Linked DNA regions of Mus musculus: region 1 is linked to region 2. Evidence: chromatin contacts called from public Hi-C data. All regions are on one chromosome and are shown on one strand. The core of a region is the stretch at or near the end of the contact, and the rest is flanking DNA. Distances in the headings are between cores, read along the strand shown.

The links. Hi-C and Micro-C count contacts between places; a contact is called where the count stands out from the background.
Region 1: a contact with region 2 is called in a Hi-C map of uterus, with 4 times the contacts expected there. The contact joins two enhancer-like sites. A contact is called at or near these places in 3 of 15 datasets of contacts at CTCF or cohesin (embryonic stem cells and stem cell-derived epiblast-like cells), 23 of 484 Hi-C or Micro-C datasets (the HL-1 cell line, differentiating embryonic stem cells, embryonic stem cells and 5 more) and 1 of 115 datasets of contacts at active chromatin or transcription factors (embryonic stem cells).

The regions. Positions count from the first base shown.
Region 1 is chr8:24,519,761-24,523,943 of GRCm38.p6, reverse strand. No RefSeq gene overlaps it. Among named protein-coding and RNA genes, the nearest start is that of 9130214F15Rik, 19 kb to the right of the region's middle. Within about 2 kb of position 2,728, at least 45 of the 459 cell types and tissues checked have an H3K27ac peak or open chromatin away from gene starts, as enhancers often do. A contact at or near this core is called in uterus, where this site is marked.
Region 2 is chr8:24,283,150-24,287,940 of GRCm38.p6, reverse strand. No RefSeq gene overlaps it. Among named protein-coding and RNA genes, the nearest start is that of Gm30633, 97 kb to the left of the region's middle. Within about 2 kb of position 2,825, at least 4 of the 459 cell types and tissues checked have an H3K27ac peak or open chromatin away from gene starts, as enhancers often do. A contact at or near this core is called in uterus, where this site is marked.

The DNA.
Region 1 (4,183 bases), core at 1,479-3,978, 240 kb before region 2:
TCTCTCTCTCTCTCTCTCTCTCTCTCTCTCTCTCTCTCAGTCTCTCTCTCAGTGTTTTTCTGACACTAATTTCTGCCCTGGCCACCCCGGAAGGCTGTTCCACCCTATGTCATGTTCCAGATTATATCAATTATGTATGTGAGTGTATGTGGGGGCGCATGCATGCCAGTGAGTGTGCTCTCCCGTAGGTGCTTGTGGAGGCCAGAGGCCAGTCTCAGACATCACTCCTGAGGATCGTCCACCTTTCTTTCTCTCTCTCTCTTTCTCTCTCTCTCTCTCTCTCTCTCTCTCTCTCTCTCTCTCTTTCTTTCTTTCTTTCTTTCTTTCTTTCAGCAGGGTCTCATCTGGAGCTCAGCAATTAGGCCAGGCAGGCCAGCCAGTGATTTCTGCTGTTCCTGCCTTTCTGGTACCAGCTTTACAAGTGTATCCCATCATACCTGTTTATTTACATTTATTTTGTGGTATAGGTGTATGTGTGCGTGCGTGCGTGTGTGCGTGCGTGCGTGCGTGCGTGCGTGTGTGTGTGCGTGTGCATGCATACCTGTGCATGTGCCTGTGCGTGTGTGTGTGTGTGTGTGTGTGTGTATGTTCATGTGAGTGTGAAGGCTAGGTTTTCCTTGAGTGTCTTCTTCAATTACTTTCCACTTTCATTTTTGAGACAGGGTCTCTCATGGAACATAGTTCTGCTAGGCTGGCTGGCCATGTACTCTGGGGATACACCTCTACCCTCCAGCCTCCCCTGCCCCCGTCACCTTATAACCAGGTGCCCCATTCCCAGGTGCAGCATTGCACCAGCTGCACCAGGACGCCTGGCCTATCACGTGGTGCTGGGATCTGAACTTGGCTTCTCTCTTGGTGAGACGGGTGCTCTCCCGACAGAGCCATCTCTCTCTATCCCAACCCTTCTACTTTTAGAATCTAACCCAAATCATCTGCTTGGGTATAAGAACTGCAGACTCTGGGGTACAGCTCAGCCATGGGGACCCCACTTCCATTCTCAGCACTGGCAAAATGTAGAGCATACCAAAGCAACCCTTCTGATACCACGGAGCCTGAGGACCAGCACAAGGCTTCCAGAGGTGGAGTCTCGATGCCACTGGCACAGGAGCGACTTCTTTGCGTGAAGACAGAGAGAGTCTTGGTGCCCATCATGACTGGCTAAACTGGGCAGTACAAGCCTAGCATCCACCTCTAAGGTCCTGGTCCTGGGGCTTCTGAGCTCCCAGGCTGGTGGCCTCTCCTCTTTTGGAACAGCATCTGTTTTTGTGGAATGAAAACAGTCCCAGAATAGCAGCCTGCTTCTCTCTCCTGTTCAAAACGACCCAGGGATGTCATTAGCTACTCATGGCGGTTGATGAGTTTGGGGGTGTCTGCTCCTCCTCACGGATCAAGGCTATGGAAGTACTCAATATCTGTTTACTCTCCAGGCAGTGGGGGAAAATTACGGGAAGGGCGATCATTTCTGTTTTGAAGAGACTTCCAAGAAGACCTCTTTGTATGTTGTTTGCTTCGCCGTCGTCTCTTACTCTTGTAGACTCCATGGTCACCAGGGAGACTTCTAAGTGTAATTATTAAAGAGAACAGACATACACTAGGCAAAATGTTAGGGGTTTTAAAAAAGTGTGCCTGTGTTTTTGTGTGTGTGAACGTTGGATGACAAAACCTATTTATTCTTTTTCTTCTAAGTTTTTAAACATTTAAATTATATACGTGTGTATCTCTGGGGATGGGGTATGCACACACGAGTGCAGGTGTCTGCTGCTGCCAGAGATGTCGTCTGGGTCTGGAGCCACAGGCAGCTGCCACAGGGAAATCCCTGAGCCATCCGTCTCTCCAGTCCTCCATTTTCAATTCATCTTCCTGTCCTCTTTCTCCCCTTCCTTCCCCTCCTTTTGTTTTATAAAACAGGGTCTCCCTCAATATGTAGCCTGGGCTAGCCTCAAACTCAAAATCCTCCTGCCTTAGCTTCTCAAGAGCTTGAATTGCAAGTACCTGTTGCTATGCCCTGCTCTACATAGTTCTTAGGTAGTTCAGTTTTCTCAGTGCCCTTCATATTTTTCAGCCCGTCTACTCAGATAGGAGTCTAAAGCACACAGTGTTGTGTAAGAGGCCGGCAGCGGATGAAGCCATTAACACCACCTTCTGGATTTGCATTTTGATAAGATTGAAAACTAAGTGTGGTTGTTATGCTCCACTAATGGAATTTCAAGACAGCATGGGGGGGGGGGGTGTGGAGTCCCAGTGCTCGCCAGTGCACACTAAGGGTTGTGAGCCTGCAGCTGTGCCAATGCGGAAACCTGTCCTACCAGAACAGCTGCGGTCAAAATGAGCAGAGTCCCACCAATTCTGCCCGCGTCAATGAATTTCTTAATGGCTTGCTCTACTTAGAGTCTCATCACACTGCCAACATGCAGATGCAGACACAGAGAACTTTGTTTCAGCTCCTAGTTGGAGAGGGTCATAGCTTGTGGTGAGTTCTTGCCAGCTGTAGTCAGCACACTGGTAGATCAGAGAACACAAAACCGGGCCCAGGCTAGACCCTTCAAAGGCTCCCCCTCAGTGACCTACGCTGACCAGACAGGCCCCACCCCTTAAAGGCTCCACAGGCCCCACCCCCACACTCCAGCTGGGGAACATGAAAACCATTTGGTGGGGACAGCTCATACTCAGTCACCACAGGGAAGCAGTCCCATTTGCAGCGTGGTACTCACACTCTGACCTCACAGGAAGACGTGGTGGGCATGGGTGCTCTGGCCACTCTCAGGGTTCCTGAGTCAGCGAGCCCCGAGTTCAGCCTGGAGACTGCTTTTCCAACTAGTTCCCACGTCATGTCGTCATCATCTCGGTCTGAGAGCCCTTAGCTCATGGGGGCTCCTTTGTTTTGCTTGCTCTCCAGAACACTGTGGACGAACTCCTATGATTCATCTCTCACGTTTAATGAACGGGTTTTGCTTTTTGAAGAAGGGGAAGACTTTAGTCATGTTTTATCATCAAAATCTATGGTCTTGGTTGTTTAGCTCCTGTCCTTTTTTTCTGTCTGAAAATGCTTCGAGATGTTTATGATAATAACGAGAGGAGGCTGGAGGTCAACTCTGAGTATCAGTCTTCCGGGATCATCTGCTTTGGATTGGAAACAGGCTCTCTCACTTGGCCTGGGAATGGCCATTTAGATTAGGCCGGCTGGCCAGTGAATGCTGGAGACCTGCTGGTCTCTGTTTATGAGTGACTGCCAGACGCACCAGTCTCTTTATGTGGATTCTGGGAGAGAACTCAGGTTTTTCTGCTTACATGGCAGGCGCTCAGCTCCAACTTTACCATGACTGTTGAAATGTAGAAAAACTCAAGAGTTGGGAATGTAGCATGAAAAATGCTTCAGGTTCTGGCTCCAACACTGAAAGAGAGAGAGAGAGATGGGGGTGGGGGGGGGGAGAGAAGGACACACAGAGACAGAGACACAGAGAGAGACAGAGAAGGACATGAAGAGAGAGAGAGACAGACAGACAGAGAGGGACAGAGAAAGACAGAGCGAGAAGAAAGTTCCAGTCTTAGGAAAGAGGTAGTACTATGGGTAAAATGAATAAAACTGTAAAAACTCAAGAAACTGAAGGGACAGATAAACAGGCAATAGAGGGATTGATGCTTTTCTCAAAACGGGAATTTCTCAAGTCAATGGTGACTCTCTGGCACCTCAAAGCAAACTGGTTTGGTGCAGCCAATAAGTGTTACCTTCCAAATATAAAAAGTTAATGAGAAGAGTCAGACTTGGAGATGTTTCATAAAAATCAGGATTCTCCTACAAATAAGTAGAAATTGTACAGTGAAATCTCCATGTTGTCTCTCTGCCTAGCCATAGAGCCTTGGTTTCTTCATCTGTAAGGAGAACGTTCCAAACGAAGCCCAACCTTACACCTAGGCATTTGCTGGCTCACTAGTGGCGTATTCAGAGGCTCACGTCAACGTGGACTCACTCTAATTGCTGCGGTGGTCCTTGGACCTGCAGGCTGGCCTTTGCCCCTTTGCATTAAACGTAAGCAACATCCAAAGACAAATGGGATGACAAAGGATGGAGCAGTTAACCATGTCATAACAAGGACAGTTACACAGAATATGCCTGTGCAACATGCAGTGACATCAAGGTGCCCCCTTCTCAAAACCTAAAACCTACAGCCCCTGAACAGGGGCT
Region 2 (4,791 bases), core at 1,576-4,075:
TGAACTGTGGAGTTTAATTGAGCTGCAGCTAATGTTTACTTTGTGTGGAAAGATTACAGATTAATGGCTATTTGATTGTCCTTAGATGGTTTCTTGTTACTCTTTTCCATTTCTCTTGTGATGTTTTTGTAGTAGAGTAATTACAATTACACCAAGCTGCAAGGGCAGACATGCAGGAACCCCAGCAAGCAGCATTTGGGTGTAGAGTAGTCTTTCAGCACCCCAGGAATATGTGGAGTAACATTTAGAGATAGGTGAAAACACATTTACTCATTAAAGACCCATCCTGTTCATTCAGCTAACAATGGTTTGCCAGTAACTTGGTAAATTCTCAATTGGTATCTACTTTTCAAAATGGCTTATCTTTTGTTTGTTTGTTTGTTTGTTTTTCGAGACAGGGTTTCTCTGTATAGCCCTGGCTGTCCTGGAACTCACTTTGTAGACCAAGCTGGTCTTGAACTCAGAAATCCGCCTGCCTCTGCCTCCCAAGTGCTGGGATTATAGGCATGCACCACCATGCCCAGCTCTTCATGTTTATTTTTAATTTAATTTTTAAATTAAATGTGCATGCATTCTCTCTCTCTCTCTCTCTCTCTCTCTCTCTCTCTCTCTCTCTCTCTCTCTGCGTGTGTGTGTGTGTGTGTGTGTGTGTGTACCTCATACAAAGTAGGCAAAGTATTCTAACATTGAGATATGTCTCTAGGCCTTTACATTATTTTAAAAAGCAAGAGTCCTGCTATATTGCCTAGACAGGTCTCAAACTCTCCTACTTTGGCCTCCAGAATGGTACATACAAAGGCATAGCCTCAATGTGGTGCTCCCATCTCAAATATGTTCAGAAACAGACTGAGCTAGAAGTGTGGAAAATGAAAACCTGTAAAAATTCTCCTGGACTAAACCACAAAGCTTGGGGAATATTTTGGTAACAAAAATTATCTCTAAAATTATCATTATTATTATCAGCAGTAGTATTTAAAAAATATAACTCACCAAGCAAGCTATTATCCTTGCATGCTATAATGCCAACCGAACTGATAAAATAATGCCCATGGGTGCCATAGTGCATACTTACTTATGTAAGCAACTAACACTTTCTAACTGTATCTAAGGGCTACTCCAGGAGTGGAACCCATAGGTGGCACTGTTAGTGGGGTCAAAAACCCATGGCTAGACACGTGAGAGGCCCTAGGAGAGAACTTACTACTATTCTTCTGATAAATGGATATAGTATTAAGATCACTCTTAATGACTTATTGCTATTCTAGCAGATTAATGCATCTCTCAACACTCATCAAAGAAACTTCTTAAAGTAGATGGCAGTTGATACAGATACCCTCAACTTATCAATGTACAGAGAATTAGGGGACGGTGGAGTTCTGGGCCCTAAGTAGGATTTACATATCATGCCTCTCTCTCCAAGGCTCAAGGATCATTGAGGGCAGAAAGAGTATAAGCTCTGGAGGTGGTGGATAATACCATAGAAACAATGTTGAAGTGGAAATTTCTGGTTTCTTTGGAAACTCAGTTATGTCATATGATCTTTGGCTGGGGTAGACAGGTGAAAGGATGTTTTTCTGAGGCAGACACAGGTAAAAGGTTGTTTTGCTAATGCAGACATGTGAAAGAATGTTGAAGCAGACATATGAAACAATGTTTTGCTTAAGCAGACACAGGTGAGAGGACAAGTGATGTTTAGAACGCATATAAATATGACCCCACAGAAAGTGGGAGGAGGCTCTGGTCTTGGTTCATCTTCTTCTGCCTTGCTAGTCTTTGCCAACTCTCTGGCATTGGTTCGCCTTGCATCATGTTGCTTATCTTTGCTTGTTGTGATTTTGTAGAGAGTAACTTAGCAGAGAACTTCTTGTGATATTCCGGCAGCTTCTTGTGGCTTTCATAGTCTCCAGCCCATTGGCGAGCCTAGAGGTTTCTTCCAGATGTAACTGTTGTTGCCGATACATGAAGCTGATGATTCATGTTGGTGTTTTTCTAGAGGACTGGACAACAAAGATCTAAATAGCTCCAAGGAACTATTTCTAAGCAGGTGCACCCCACCCCCCAGCCCCCACTCTGTTTTCTATTAACTTTTCTTTTCTACTACCTCTGGTAAGTGGTGGGCTAGAAGGGAGGTTAAAGCATTTAAGAACCCTTATTAAAGTAGTGTTTTTTTTTTTTAAATCTAAGTCTACACAGTATTCTTTGAACATAACAGGGCAGTGGCATGTATAAACTCACAGTGAGTTTGACAGTGTACAAAAGACCTGCACAAGCTCAAACAAACAAACAAGCAAGCAAGCAAACAAACAAAATCCCTATATAATAAAGGGGACACACATACATTCTCATCTCTTGATAAGGAGCTATTGGTATGTGATAGCTGATGAGAGAGGAAGGCTCAATTCACTTTAATGATGTGGCTCCTGGTAGGTTGGCCACCTTGCAGGGATAGTACAGCATACAGCTATACAAATTGGACTTGATAGAAAACAACAAAAGAAGAAGAAAAAAAACCTCAAGGTCGGTGAGTAGGGAAGTGGGTGTGGAGAAGGTGGTTATGGGACTCGGGGGAGGTGGCTGACATCATCAAGCTATGCATATGAAATTCTCAAAGAACTAATGGAAATACATAAAAAAGAAAAAATTCATAAGAAAATGAAAGTGAACTCTCCAGCACTATTTACTCCCCCGTCTGTCCATGCTCTGCTTTTCCAGAATGTTGTTTTCTATGTTTTTAGATCTTTGGCAGACACTTTGGGTCTGAGAGCCAGCAGACACTTGCCCTTAACCTCCAGAGTCTTAAATTAGGAACTGGTGGGAGAGTCTGGTGTTCACGCTCCTGTGAGGTCTCTGGTCATAAGCCTCCATGGCTGCATCAGCTAAACATTCCCACACCCAAGGCTCAGGGATCATTGTGGAAAAGTGGCAGGAAGACTGTAAGAGCCAGAGGGTCAGAGAGTTTGCTGTGAGATTGTGCCTCCAAGTAACACTAAAAGATATACGATTAAGTCTCACTAACATGATGCCCAAACATGAGCTGACATGAGGATGTCAGTGAACATGTCGTGTGAGATGGGGAAAAACCCATGAGGCCTCAGTCCTGCAGATGAACTACAGGTACATCAGGCAGAGTTCTCTCGAGGAACAGAACATATAGAGTCAATCTGTTTGTCTGACCATCTCTCTATCATCTATCATCTCATCTCCCTGTATAATCTTTCTCACACACGCTTAGTAGGCGAACCATTCTGACATGGAGAAGGAGGGAAACAGCTTGGTGCTCCTTCTGGTGGGTCCTCTAAGAACCACTTCTGGAACTTTGGGAAAGGTCCACAGAGACACACGCAAACCATCTGGTAAGGAATACATCCATCCAGCATTTCTGCACAGGGCTCAAAGGCACACTTGCCACCAGCGTCTTCCCCTTTAAGTGTTATGAGCTTTTAGGGTTTGAATTAAGGTTATGTGAAGATATAATGAATTTGTGACTTCAGTGTGGGGATACCCAATGCGGATGCTTCTCAAGGAGGGAATTTGGAATGCCAACAAGTGTAAGAGGGAACACAGAGATGCCTGCAACGTTCCTCGACTTTTAGAGAAGTGTTAGGGTGAATGATGTTTCCCATCCCTCAGATGTTTTTATGTAGACAAATGGCATGGCTGTGCTTTATATAACCTTGAGCACACAGGTCTGTGAAGCAGGTTTCTATGCTGAAGGTATCATCATAACAATGAGCCTTGTTGTGCAAATTGCACTCAAGTGTTCTGCTGCCTTGCGTCCCCTGGTTCCTGCTTCAGTTCTTTCAGCATTAATCAGGAGAGGCAGCTTGGCCATCCTCCCACAGCTAGTGCCAAATGTGGGGCCCTCAGAGGATGTCAGAGGTGTAAGTAACCCAGAAAGTCTTATGTGGGATCCTTGCCAAGATGCCAGGGACACAAATTTGGGACAAACTGAAACTAAGCAGGAAGGATATTTACATTTACTGCTTGCTATGTATGCTCTGTAGGTCAGGAGCATGCTCATCTAAGCAAGATTTTCAGATACTGCATAAATATATGAAGAAGCTCTGTTATTGACTTCCTCCCTTGGGCACCCTGAGAGATCAGGAATGACAGGAGGTTCTAAAAGCCTTTCGTAGGTGCATCTGCAAAGGGGAGTATTACCCATTAAAGTCTTCTCTCTGTCATTCTTTCACCTTGGGGTTCAGCAACTGCAAAGGACTCCTACCCTGTCGGTACAAGGGGGAATTATGGGACAGCTCCTTCAGAATGGAAACAAGAAGTTATTAAACTTCTGGATCCTCCTATTCCCAGTCTCTTGGCTCTCTTGATGGTTCAGAAGATGAGGCTCTCTGCTAACCATCTCTCTGTATCTCTATGAGTTGGTACTTCTGTATTAGCCCAGGGGATTTGGTTAATTCATAGGAAGGGAAGCTTGAGGCATTTCTAAACAACACCCCATTTTAAGCCCCATTGCATTTCTTTACACAGAGTTGATGATATTCCTGAGTGAGGAATACGTGGAAAATATGAGCCTATTCTCTATACGACACTCAGGGACTTTAAACAAACATCTAATCATACAGAGCTATATCTCTATATACTATAGCTGAAACAGAGTACCTAATATCTCATGACTGGGACAAGCTGGTCAAGACTGTTTAAAACCTGAATTGAAAATTTCCATCTATTCAGGACATGATATGACTGTTTCTTTTCTTTCTTTCTTTCTTTCTTTTTTTTTTTAAGATTTATTTATTACATGTAAGTACACTGTAGCTGTCTTCAGACACT